2 separate regions of the Zea mays genome follow, and region 2 is linked to region 1. Evidence: chromatin contacts called from public Hi-C data. All regions are on one chromosome and are shown on one strand. The core of a region is the stretch at or near the end of the contact, and the rest is flanking DNA. Distances in the headings are between cores, read along the strand shown.

The links. Hi-C and Micro-C count contacts between places; a contact is called where the count stands out from the background.
Region 2: a contact with region 1 is called in a Hi-C map of leaf, with 6 times the contacts expected there. The contact joins the promoter of LOC100278408 here to the promoter of LOC100193234 in region 1. A contact is called at or near these places in 4 of 25 Hi-C or Micro-C datasets (ear, leaf, root tip and 1 more).

The regions. Positions count from the first base shown.
Region 1 is chr3:178,217,125-178,219,935 of Zm-B73-REFERENCE-NAM-5.0, forward strand. It overlaps LOC100193234 (Transcription repressor MYB6), which reads right to left and starts at 1,296. Exons shown (of 2, transcript NM_001138384.1): 1 at 984-1,296; 2 at 221-849. The coding sequence starts at 1,246. The coding sequence ends at 324.
Region 2 is chr3:178,403,313-178,406,591 of Zm-B73-REFERENCE-NAM-5.0, forward strand. It overlaps LOC100278408, which reads left to right and starts at 1,571. Exons shown (of 13, transcript NM_001374044.1): 1 at 1,571-1,759; 2 at 1,881-2,407. The coding sequence starts at 2,075.

The DNA.
Region 1 (2,811 bases), core at 46-2,545:
CACCGCATGGCGGATGCTCGCACTAGTAGTATCTCACATGGATGACATGGCACAAATGTCAAGCCAAGCCAAGCCAGGCCCCGCTCGATTCGGATGCGCAACCAAACACGATGCACTCAACGGATGAACCGTACAACGAACTCAAAAAACGGAAAGGGGAATCGCATCAGTTCTGAAGATAGAAAGGGGAACTCATCATCCACATCACAACCATCTCCGTCCATTAGAAACTCTCCATTTTTTTTCCCTGGCTGTTTTTACAGGTTTGCGAGGGTAGGGTTGCCTCTGCCTGCCTACAGTGATTTAACGACGCCTACCTTTACCTATATGTACTGGCCCTCCTCCAGCGGCCGGAGAAACCGGAAGCCCGCCAGCGACGACGCGGTCTCGCAGCTGCAGGCCTCGCCGCCGCGGACACCGAGGTGGTAGCACAGGCAGATGGTCGTCCGCCGCCGCTGCTGCGACGCGGGCGTGGCCGCCGGCGTCTTGGGCGGCGGGCCCACGGACAGGTCCAGGTCCAGGTTGAGGTCGGGGCAGCGCGGCGCGTCCGTGCTCGCGCCGCTGCTGCTGTGGCCGTCCTCCGACGGCGCCGGGCGCGCGAAGATCGCATTGGGCGGGACGACGACGGCGGGCGGGGGCGTGGGCGTGGGCCTGGACGCCGGCGCGGGGGACGGGAAGCCGGCGGTGCTGGACGTGGTGGTGAGCGCGCTGCCCGCGCCGCCGCTGAGCGGGCGGTGCGTCTGCGGGTCGATGCCGCGGCTGAGCAGCTTGCGCTTGATGTGCGTGTTCCAGTAGTTCTTGATCTCGTTGTCCGTCCGGCCGGGCAGCTGCCCCGCGATGAGCGACCACCTGCGCGACGGAGCCATGGATATTAGCCAATAGCCACACCCCCCATCCAATTCCATGCGTGCTAGGAAAAGGATCCCAGCTGGGCGGTGAATGGTACAGTACAGGTGGCGGAACGGAACGGCGCGGCGCCTTACTTGTTGCCGAGCAGGGCGTGGAGCTTGATGATGAGCTCGTCGTCGTCGCCGGTGAAGTTGCCGCGCTTGAGGTCCGGGCGGAGGTAGTTCATCCAGCGGAGCCTGCAGCTCTTGCCGCAGCGGAGGAGTCCCGCGGCCTTGGGCAGCGAGCGCCAGCTCCCCTCGCCGTGCGCCCTGATGTAGGCGATCAGGCGCTGGTCCTCCTCCTTGGTCCAGGCGCCCTTGTTCGTGTGTGCCTTCTCGCAGCACGGAGACCTCCCCATGGCTGCCTGCCTGCCTGCCCGCTGCTCCCTCGTGTGCTTGCTTGCGCGCGCCTCCCCCTGAGTTTGCGTGGAAGCTCCTCCTGAGCTCTGGTTTGGTTTGGTTTGGTTGCTATTATAACAGGGGGAAGCGGAAAGAGATAAGCCAGGGCAGAAGGGTGGGGACAGACAGGGGGGTGCAGTGCAAGTGCAACGGAGGGCATACATATGGGAGCCGGGCAGCAGGCCGGGGCGCAGTGCGTGTAGACGCTACTGTGATGAAGCGTGGATTTTATTCTAAATTTTCGCTTCATTTCTCACACCCATTGACTGGACCGACCGACGACCCTACAGGAGGCGTTCCATTTGATCGCGCTGGCCCGTGCGCGAGTCACGTCGCACGCCTTGCTCTCTTGATCCGCCGACCCCGTCCGTGCGCGTGCGCCTTTCTTCGGTGTATTTTCTGGCGGATGGGTCATTCATGGGACAGCAGTGAGTGTTTCTTTCGAAGCACAAAAAAAAAAAAAACACGCCAAGTTTAGCCATTGCCAAAGTCAGGGTTCGCTCTATATTTCAGCCAACTTTTTAGATACGTGCTGCGTTCCTAAGTCATACCGTCCTAAGTACGAGTACTGTGTATTAGGCCAGCCGAGCCAAATCCGTCCACCACCCTCGGTGGAGCGGGTTGTTACTTGTTAGCTACGCGCAACTCCCCCTTTGTTACAATTGTACCAGCATAGCTTCTCTTTCCGTACTTTACCTCTCCCGCTAGCGGAGACATTTTTTTTCTCCTGGTGGTTAGCTAACCCCAGCAGAGCAGCGGGAAAGCCATAAACAAGGGCGGGCGGGCCAGTTCATGATTAGAGAGAAGGATGGGAGGGAATCAGTTTGGTAGTACTCGTTTCCGAATTCTGGTGGAGCAACCGCCACCGATTGGCTAGCTACCCCAATGAGATGCGCTCCTAGCGTTTCGGCGTGTGTGGCTAGCCCCCTCCTCCTTGTTTAATTCCCATCCCTCTCTGCCTCTCCGTGGTGGACCGGAGCGGACGGAGCCAACAATAATTTACTACTAGTCCTGAATCCTGATTAGGTAGTTCGCGCGCCCAGTTAGCTTGCGGAGTTTGGTAGCGTTGGTGGGCTCGGATGGCGTAAACTAGGGGGCCACCGGGCCAGGGGCAGGCAGCGTGCACCTCCGGGTCAAACCAAACACGCCCGGGTTGCCCCTTTCCGTTGGGAACTACTCGGGTGGACGGTTGGGCCAGGCCGCACGGCCGCCGGATCCGCCGTCCGTCCGATCGCCGGCACAGCAGGGTACGCGGTGGACTGGATTACCGTAGCCATGGATTATGGTATGGCCAGGCCTGACTGCCTAATTACCCGTGACCCGAGTTATTTTCAGATGTCAGCGTTACGAGAGAGCGAGTGGACAGGTCGTCAGTGACGCCACTGTGACCGCGGACAGGTTGAAAAAAGTGGAGCGCCAAACGGGTCGACATTCGAAGAGGATAGGCTACACGGCGTTTCCAGAGGTGTTCGATGCTTGAACCTCTCCATGTGCGTTTCACGGCCCAACGCCCATTGGCCGCCGC
Region 2 (3,279 bases), core at 321-2,820, 190 kb after region 1:
CATGATAAATGGAGAAAACAATGCTTTGGTTCACTGCACTGGATTAATCTTCAACAACTCATGCAAGTGGCGGTTCTGCATACTACTACGGTACTACCTTAGTTTTCGAGAATATTTGTCGTCCGCTAATTTATATTTAAACTAAAACATGATAAATAAAAAAGAACATAGTAAGTATATATGATAAAAGTTTTGCAAAATTGCATGTCACGCGATGCTTGCACATATTTCTTACACTATCACATGAGGTTATGAGCTAGTATATTTTCGGTGTACTATTAACCTAAGTGCTAGTCAAAGAAATCTATTATATTGGACAATTCAAGTCATCGCTGCACATGACATGCTAACAAGGAAACACCAGCAAGTAAGGTAGTGTTTGGTTGAAGAGCCAAGTAGAACGGAACCGTTCTGTTCAAGTTTTGTTGTTGTTTGGTTACAAAGTAATTAGAATAGAATGGCTCCAATTAGAGAATATTCTCCTCAGATCCAGAACCATTCCGCTCCAAAAAATCAATGGGACGGAGCCGCTCCGTTCCAATCCCGCTCTCACAGTCACGCTCCGTTCCGTTCACTCTGCAACCAAACAAAAAACAGAACCGCTCCGTTCCAGATTACCAAACACAGAACAGAGCGGCTCTGTTCCTAAAATCAGGGATGAAACGACTCCGTTCTATTTGGCTCCTCAACCAAACACTACCTAAGTGTTAAAATAACGTAGACGCAAATCAACACGACTAGCTAATAGCTTCTCGCTGTTTGCTCAAGCTCGTTTTTTTTAACTCCCGCCTCTCCGTTTAATTAAACAATCCACGAAAAAGGAAATATTTGCGAGTTTATTTGCATCCAAAGCAAACATGTTATACGTTGTGAAAATTAGGGGTATTGGGTTTTTAGTAACTATTTTTTTAGCTCTTGCATCCTATTTTATTTTAGTTTCTAAATTATCAAATACATAAATTAAAATATTTTTTTAGTTTCCGTATTTTGCAATTTAAAAACTAAACCAAAATAAACTAGAGAAACTACAAATTATTGCCTAGAAACTAAACACCCATTTATGATTGATGCAATTGCTATCGATAAACCTCTAAGGACATGTATAGTAGAGAGACACCAAAACGGCTCTTCAAACACAAGAGGTAACTAAGATACTCTATTATACAATGGAGTGTCTATAAATGTAGCCTATTAATAAATATAAAAGTAAATGCGTTTGTATAACATCGAATCGATTGAACAGACAACAAATTCGTACAGTGGAAGTAAGACATCTGTTACTATTTAAGCTACAATTCAGAGATATCTCTTCACAAAAAAGATGGCTCCATTTTTTTTACAAATACAATTTTAGACAGCTCAAAAGATTATACATTAAACACCACTGTACCTAATAACTGCGTAGACACGGACGGCAACACGGCCGCCGCGAAACCGCGTTAATTTATGAGCGCCCGCTGATGTGCCTGTTCCTGTGCCTGTGCGTGCGCCTCCTGCGTGTGGCAATAGCAGCGGGCAGCGGCAGTTGGTCACCGTGGTCGTGGAGTCTGCAGTGGGCTGGACCCTCCCTGCCGCAGTTCCGCTGTTGGACCCTCCTTGCCCGGCTACTGCTGTACCCTCCAACAAGGCAAAAAGAAGAACGAAGCTCACCCACCCTGCCCATCGGCCTCATCACTTCCCTCAAATCCACCGATCCCCTTCCAGAGGTTAGGGCCTCTGCGCCCGATTTCGTCCCGCCTCGCCGATCCACCCGCCGCAGGTGCGTTCCCTTGCGCCAATTTCTGGTGAAAATGCGTTCGTGTGGAGAAAATCTCTTTACTTTTTGCGCGGAAATTCCGCGCCTCTCTTCTGACTTGGCGCTGTTCTCATGGCTTCTGCAGGTGAGCGGCTTCGCCGGTTGGAGTGTAGTACTGCGGTCGCGACCTTCGTTCCGAGCTGGTTCATTTTCGCTTGGATAGGTTTGGTACGGATGGGAGCCGGCGGCGCGGGGATCAGGAATGTTTCGGTGCGTGGGAGGTGAGAGCCGCCGGTGGGCACTGAGGGCCTAGGGTTTGGTTGAAGAGGGAGCAACGAAATGGGGGGCTTTTGCTCCAAGGGGTCGGCGGTGGACAAGTCACCCAGCGACACTACGCTCGGCCCCGGCCGGGAGGTTGACCGCCATGACCGTCTAGTGGTGAAGGAGGAGAAGAAAGCTGTGGTGGGGGAGGCTGCTGCCAAGAGGATGCAAGAAGAGCAACATCAACAGCAGCAGCAGCAGCAGCAGCCAGCAGCGCCACCACTGCCTGTATCGGTGTCGCAAACGGCAGTGCCTGGAGCTACCGCGGATAACACTGCAGCACCATGGGATGGGGTGCCACCACTGGCACGGTTGCCATCTCAGAAGTCGGGGATGGGTGTGGCGAATAAGGCAAGTTTTCAGTACTTACTTTAATGCATTATTGCTGAATCAATCATTTCTTGCCTCGTCTGTTAAAAAACTGAATTGTTTTTTATATCAGTGTAATTTGTTCGTGCTGATAATGTTGCTTAGGGATTAGTGCACTTTTCTCATGGGAATTTTGAGCTTTCTTTTTCTGTAGCATTAGCCTTTTCATGACATTTTGACATCTTGAACTAGAGGATGATCTACCAACATCTTTGCGTGAATTTTAATAAGTTTTCCTTGAGTGCTTGGCAGCAAGGAATTTGTTATTCTCTGCTATAATGAATGTGTATGTTGCTTTGGATTTATGGTCACACAAGAAAGGACCAAGAACTAACCAATTGAACCCAACTGAATAAAATCTTGAGTGCTTACGATGATGAGGAAAGACGGGCAATTAATTCATACTTAATAGGAGTATTTAATTGCGTCTGCCAGGATTCGAACTCGAGAATCGAGATATTTGACCCTGGTACTGACCTATTCAACCAAAAAGTTTAAGGTAATGGGGAAAGGCGGCCATTTCACTTAACTTCAACATATGGGCTACTGGTACTGCCAACTGAAGAAAATCTTGTCCAACACCAGTTCAGATGGTTTGGACTTTCAAACAAAGACCCTACTGGTGCATAGAGGGATCCTTTGATATTGGGGGAGGAAGAAAAAGAGGACTTGAAAGGATGGAATATACCTAAAGATTTGTCCTTGGATAGGAACACATATGTTCGGCTATTTCACCAACATGAACTATTAATCGGCTAAGAGGGCTTTTTTAGAGTGTTGTGTGGGAAGGGAACTGCTGCACAGTTGTGGGTGATTGAGAGTGCACATCCTACAAATGCAATGCAGTTTATGCT